Regions from separate parts of the Mus musculus genome. Here region 2 is linked to region 1. A link is a contact called in public ChIA-PET data. All regions are on one chromosome and are shown on one strand. Each heading gives the region's core, a stretch centred on a gene start, on an enhancer-like site or on the middle of the called end of the contact. The rest is flanking DNA. Distances are from core to core; before and after follow the strand shown.

What was found. ChIA-PET counts read pairs in DNA pulled down with a chosen protein or histone mark.
Region 2: a contact with region 1 is called in an RNA polymerase II ChIA-PET map of memory CD8 T cells, with 31 read pairs. The contact joins two enhancer-like sites. A contact is called at or near these places in 1 of 484 Hi-C or Micro-C datasets (bone marrow-derived macrophages), 3 of 115 datasets of contacts at active chromatin or transcription factors (CD8 T cells, effector CD8 T cells and memory CD8 T cells) and 2 of 9 other capture datasets (adipose tissue and liver).

What each region holds. Positions count from the first base shown.
Region 1 is chr4:8,836,232-8,839,554 of GRCm38.p6, forward strand. Chd7 (chromodomain helicase DNA binding protein 7) reads left to right here. Exons shown (of 38, transcript NM_001277149.1): 16 at 2,320-2,530; 17 at 3,194-3,323. Among named protein-coding and RNA genes, the nearest start is that of Gm46842, 73 kb to the right of the region's middle. Within about 2 kb of position 1,485, at least 130 of the 459 cell types and tissues checked have an H3K27ac peak or open chromatin away from gene starts, as enhancers often do. A contact at or near this core is called in CD8 T cells and memory CD8 T cells, where this site is marked.
Region 2 is chr4:8,986,305-8,989,627 of GRCm38.p6, forward strand. No RefSeq gene overlaps it. Among named protein-coding and RNA genes, the nearest start is that of Gm34428, 21 kb to the right of the region's middle. Within about 2 kb of position 1,752, at least 39 of the 459 cell types and tissues checked have an H3K27ac peak or open chromatin away from gene starts, as enhancers often do. A contact at or near this core is called in CD8 T cells and memory CD8 T cells, where this site is marked.

The sequences.
Region 1 (3,323 bases), core at 235-2,734:
GTCTTTGGAAAAGTAGGAGCAAATCTGTACATTGGTGGGAGTGGTAAGATAAGCTTAGTGGGAGAGAACTCTGGATGGTGGGAGTACATGCCATAAAGATGCATGTGGTTGAAGAGTGTCTGCATATGGTAGCCAGAGTCCCCGGCAAGTAGCAGCTCTCTGTGGAAGGAGGAAAGCTCTACTCTTCTTTCCAGTTGCCTTTGCTCTGCATACAAGATGAATGCACTACCAGCTGCACTTTAACTAAGTAGTTGAGTTTATCATAACCCATATCCAGTTGATGTTTTCAAATCTAACCTCAAAGGAAATCTTTAATTGCTAATTTTTAAATTTTGTCTTGTGATACATGGGGCAGAAATTGCAACTGTCTCCAGATGTTTGACCCCGGTGTTCACGTCCCATCCCATGACTCACAACTGCTTATAACGCTGTCTTGGGAGGACCTGATCCCTCTGGCTCTGCAGGCATCCACTCTCGAATGCACACATGCACACGTATGCACACACTTTAAATTCTAAAAGTTAAAGGAAAGAAATTATCAGTGGCATCAAAAAGGCAGGAGTGTTGTTTTGCTGCTTCTTAATAAATTTAAAATTTTATAATGTGAGTTTAGATTTCTCTTTGAATTATTTATGTTTCAATTTTTCACTAAAATAATTCCAGCCTGCCTGACATTTGCTTTCTCAAAGTGAAAGTCTCATTTTTAAAAGACAATTCCTTGATCATTAAGTGGTTTTAAACTATATTACACTTCATTTTTATCCCGGGTTGTATGCCTCATAGACAAAGAATACCCAAATATCATAGGGTTAAATTATTCATTTCTAAATCGTAAGCATCTTATGAGCATTATACAAAAGAGTAAAACTTACTAAAAGATATAATGTGATAATTCACTGTGAGTCTCTGTGTGAGCCCAGGAGAGCTTTCTGAACCTAGTGCCTGCCAGGTCTCCAGACCGCAGGCCTGGGGACACCATCACCTTTAGTCAGGGACACTGTGGCTTCTGTCCTTAACATGGCATCTCCTCCTTATCTTTCCTTGGTCTGTTTCCACACTTACAGAACTAATCTGAATCTCAGCTTTTTGTTCTTGTGGAAGGCGACTAAGGGTCAGGCCCTTCCGAGAGAGTTGGCATTTTCTGCCCGGTTCACTTTGTGAAAAGGTCGTGCACCTGTGGAAGGCCTGGCATTCGCTCCAAACATCAAGTGGCTTTAATCTGCCCTTGATGATTCTTAACTCATCTAGTGTTCTCTGTATGACCCCATGGGGACAGCCTCAACACCACCTTAAATGGAAGCAAGACTGTCCTTCACTGGCATTGTGTTGCCTGTGGAGGTGCCATAAGCCGTTACAGTGGCCTTCCTGACCCAACCCGACCTTCAGACGCCTTTGGGAGATTTCTGTAACCCACATCGGTACGTCACATACAGTGGGAGGAAGTTCCTGGCACAGTATAATGGCAGGAAGTGAGTGCTTGGGGTTAAACTTGGTGTGCTTTCGTTCTCAAAAGCATCTATGATAGGAGAAGAGTGTGAAACCCAGCCCTGTGTACTGGGGGCCCAGAGGCCAAGGAGGGGGCCAGATCACCTCTGCTTCACTCCAGCCAAAGGACTGGAGCATTGAGAGAAGCCTACCTGCCGCTGCCTGAACCCACAGCACGATGGAGGCCGTAGCTGTGAGCCTTCCTCCTCGGGGACATGTCCTTCCACTGAGTGCTCTACCGCACTCTGTGAGCCTTCCTCCTCGGGGACATGTCCTTCCACTGAGTGCTCTACCGCACTCAAACTTCTGCACAGTGTAGAACATCGAGAAAGGGGACTTAGCCAGGAAGCCATAGGTTGCCTTGGTTTTCATCTTTGGAGGGTTTGGGCATTGCTGTTTTTGTTTTACTCAGCTGACACCCCCTTCGCCTGTAGTTCAGGCTCTAGCTTTTCTGTAGGTATTTGGCCCTTGGCTTGTTTTCGACACCTATGGCCTAACAGTCTGTTGTTGAAATCTGGGTGTGTTTTGTTTGGTTGGTTTTGGTTTGGTTTTGTTTTGTTTTGTTTTTTAATATAGTCAGCAAACATTTGGTGGCTGGAAAATGTGGATCTCTCTCCAAACTGCCTCAGTATATGGAACTTAAAACTTTGGTCCCTTTTTAGGCCTGTGGTTATGTGTGGATCTAACTTGGAGTAAGCAGGTGGCTTCCTGCTCTTACATGTGAATGGGATATTCTGATTTTGCCAGTTTGCTGTGGGTTTTGAAAGCAAATCCATTGTTTTTAGTAATAAAAACCTCTTACAGTATTCACGTCATGCCATCCAATCTCTGCAGGTGCTGAAGAGAAAATTTTGGAAGAGTTTAAAGAAACACACAATGCAGAGTCTCCAGATTTTCAGCTCCAGGCAATGATCCAGGCTGCTGGCAAGCTGGTGCTGATTGACAAGCTGCTGCCAAAGCTGAAGGCTGGTGGCCACAGGGTGCTTATCTTCTCCCAGATGGTGCGCTGCTTGGACATCCTGGAAGACTATCTCATCCAGAGACGGTGAGGCCACTGCATAGAAACAACAGAGAGAGAGGGCAGGATGCGGTGTGAGTCACCTAGAAGTGACATTTACAGTAGAGGTGGCAGAGTGGGAACAATATATCACACACCCCCCCCTTTCAAAGCCACAGTTATATATAAGGGCATCTTACATGAGAGCAGGGGGCACTGTGTACTTTTTTTTTTTTTCTGAGACAGGGTTTCTCTGTGTAGCCCCTGGCTGTCCTGGAACTCATTCTGTAGACTAGGCTGCTCTTGAGCTCACAGAGATCCACTTGTCTCTGCTTCCTTAGTGCTGGGATTAAAGGCGTTTATCACCACCGCCAGGTATATGTAGGTTTCTTTGTTTGTTTGTTTTATGCTGCATACTTTTGTGAGCAGTTTTTCTTCATTTCGTTCAACTTGGGGAGAAGAGTTCTTACTTAAAATTAAAATGTATTTTATCAGCTGTTTTTAGAGTTTAGCTGTTTCCTTGAGGAAGTAAAACAAAACTTTAAATCTTGAGTGTTCTGGCAGTTGTATGGAAAACACTCCTGATTTGAAGTATTTATGCTAAATCCTTCTATTATGTGAGTGCATATTCCATATTGGAATACTTATTTGAAAGCAAAAATGAGCGAGCATATGGTAGCTGTGGGTCAGGCCTCCGTGTTGTATTTCCAGGTACCCATACGAAAGGATTGATGGCCGGGTCAGAGGCAACCTCCGCCAGGCAGCTATTGACAGATTCTCCAAACCTGATTCTGATAGGTTTGTGTTCCTCCTGTGCACACGGGCAGGAGGGCTAGGCATT
Region 2 (3,323 bases), core at 502-3,001, 150 kb after region 1:
GCTCTGCTTGAATCAACACACCGGCAGTGGGGGGGGGCTTCAGGAGAAAGGGCAGAGACAGAGTATCATCCACTGTGGGATCTGAGCCTCACCACGCTCTGAAATAGTCACGAGGATAGGACATTCCAAGATTTTTACACTGACTCCAGCACAATTGTAAAGTTTTGTAATTCTGGTTACTGAGTCCCGGGGACCTCTCTGTGCTTTATTGTCTACATTGTAATAGGAGAAAACTACTTAGGTCATGAACTTCAGGCAAAGGAATGCCTGCTTGCCAGGGGTCTGCAGAGAGCCAGAGGAGGGCTGGACAGCGAGGGCATCACTGAGGAATGCCTCCTGGACAGATGTGGGCTCTCCCGTGCAGCCACTCTGCAAGGCACCAAGCAATAAGGCAAACCCGGCAAATTGGACAGGGTGTCAGCTTGACTATGAAATATGACGGATTAACAGGGTAGGACGGCGGTGTGACCTGCTCTCAGACACTTCATTTAGAAGCTATCATATTGCTGGATGCTTCCTATAATTTGTGATGATGCTGATTGTGATAAATCGTGAGTTTCTGGCAAACTCCGCCAGCCTGCTCCAGTGGCTGAACAGAGAAAATGTGTAATTCTCTGGGAACATTCATGCCACGAACGACACTGAGGGTCTGGCAGTAACCACAGAGTGCTCAGTCAGTGAACAAAGTAATTAAATCAAGCTAATTAAATCACAATAAAAATAATTTTAATTTAATTAATTTCTCTGCACTGATGGAACATTATGTGGAAACCAAGAGCCTTTCTGAACACTAATAGAATTTAGGAGCTGGGACACCAAAGTTGTGGCCACTGGTGTGGTACATGGGTTAATGTTGAGGGAATGAAATTAAATACACTTAACGAGCTGCTGATATGTTGACTGAACCACAAATGGGAAATGACTTTGGAAGCAAGGTAATGGGGTCTCTTCCTTTCCCAGGTCTTTTTGGTACTAACGGAGCTAGTAAATATCAAATTTGTTAAAATTTGTGAATAGTTAGAAATTCAGAGTAGATGGACATCCTCACAGCAGTATATGGCAATACTGTGCTAAAGGACCCCCATTCACACTGGCAGCACTGTCCTCAGTCCCCAGACCCTTAACACAGAGATCCTGTGTGGTCCCCAGGCAAGGTTAACTAAGTGCTGATATGTTTTTGATAGCATCTTGGAAGAGTTAAGTGAGCCATACCAAAGGACTTCTTGCCTGAAACAGGCATTCACCAAAAGCAAGTTACTAGTGCTCCTAGAAGCCACACACTGTATCTCCTCCCATTCCCCTAACCCTTTGCTCTCAGGGCAGAGCTGAAAGTGTACAAAAGCTGGAACTCAAATAATTATTAAATTAAACCATTCAGCTCTCCTAAGGAATTCCTCCCCTCGGGACTTAAGCATTAGATGAATGCTCTTCCTCTGGCATTTAGACATTGTTCAGCTCACAGGGGGATGTGCCACCAGATGACCCCTCAAGGTCATGGCCCAGAGACTAATTTTGTCATATAAGTGACACTGGCATTCTAAGAGTGATTTAGCAGCCGCAGGCATAATTACCGACTGTGATTTTAGAGGCGTTCTGTGCTTTGGGTCTCAATGTTATTTATCATGCGTGTTGTTTTAATTAATATGTCACGTGTGTGCCAACATTTGAGGCAGACTTCACTCTGACTCATGCAGGCAGAGCATTGTTTGCACAGTGGTATTGTTTTCTGGGGTGCAGCTGGTTTCCCTCCTCCATATTGGGGTGAGCCAGGAAGCCACCCCTTACCACAGCTAGCCTTGATGCAGTGGACAACCACTGTGTCTTAGACCTCTTGCCAGGGAGAGATTGTTCCACTATCAGAAGGAAGTGGAGATGCCCACAGAAGGGGGATTCGGAAGCAGAATTAAGCAGAAAGAAGGTTCATAAGATATGGTGCTCAAGGCAGCCTCTGAAAAGGTTCCGGGCATCCGGAAACCTTTTCTGTCGTCTGTTATTTATATATGTGCCAACAGTAGGCAACCCTTGATGGCCCAATGCTCAGAGCACAGGGGGCCCAGAGGTCCTGCGACCTCTCCTTGTCTTCCTGGGAGGGCTGATCACTCTTTCCCAGAGGGTTAGAAAAGAGTTTTGTCTTTCTGGAAAGAAGACTTCTAGCTGAAGCAGCGCTCAGGACAGCTCACTCGGCTGCAGTTCCAGCCTCGGGAGCACCTCAGCCTCCTCTCAGCATTTCCGGAACTCCGCCTACTTCTGCCGGAAGGCAGACAGGGTGTGATAACTCCTGAGGCAATCCTTTTGTTACTTGGACAGTTTTCCATCAGAGTATCTGTACCTCTCTCTGATGTGGCACTTCATGCCCCTGTGTTTGTGTTCAGAGTTAAAACACTAAAGGTTTATCCCACCGTCACCTAGTTCTGCTCATATTTTAAAGTTAACGCTATGGGCTTCCATGTAAGGTCCTATAAGGTCTAAGCCACATGCAGAGCATGTGACTCGATTGCACTAACTCCTCTCAGGGACGCTATGACATGGGGGCTGTTTTCTTTCCTTTTTAGAGATGATTAAATGGCAGTGCGTAGGACTCAGTCCCAGTCACACCGGGGCAGTGACAGGGCTGCACCTGGAATCCAGGCACCTCCCTTTCAGAGTCCTTGTCCTGCTCTATCCTATCGAGTCACCTTTAACCGCTTTGCACATGGCCTCACCAGCACAAGTGCCAGTAAACATTGGCTCACAGGCATCCTTGCCAAAACACCCTTTTCCAACCGGAATTATTATATGCAAAAGGAACACCTTGGACCAATTAGGAATATTAGAACTATTTTTTCCTTCTCTTACAAGGCCAATTAGTTGTACATATGACATCAGTATTGGTCTAAGGATTCTTGCCATGGACGAAATATCTTTAAAAGGGTTGCCCTGGCGTGCCCAAGATGACTTGAACACTGGATTTGAATCAGCTTTGAGTCTCTGGTCCCTGTGTATACTCTGTGCCCACAGACTCGGCAGGTGCTTTAGGGGTACTCAGGACTAGTCACAGGCATGGAGGCATGTACCACTCTGGAAGCCTCACCTTTATCACCACTGGTCCCCTTTTGTCCAAATCCACTTTGTCCCTCTCATCCCCATCCCTGTACCTGAGTGTTCCTCCTTTCCTTGCCGTCCTGTGCAGTTGGCTTCACACTGCAATTGTTTGGGTAGCCTTTGCTTGCTTTATCTTTCTTTGCTGACAATGAATAATAACAGAAAATCACAAAAGAAAAAAATATTTATTGGTTCTGAAATGGCTCGTTGAATTAATGACATCATGCTTTGGGGCATTTAGA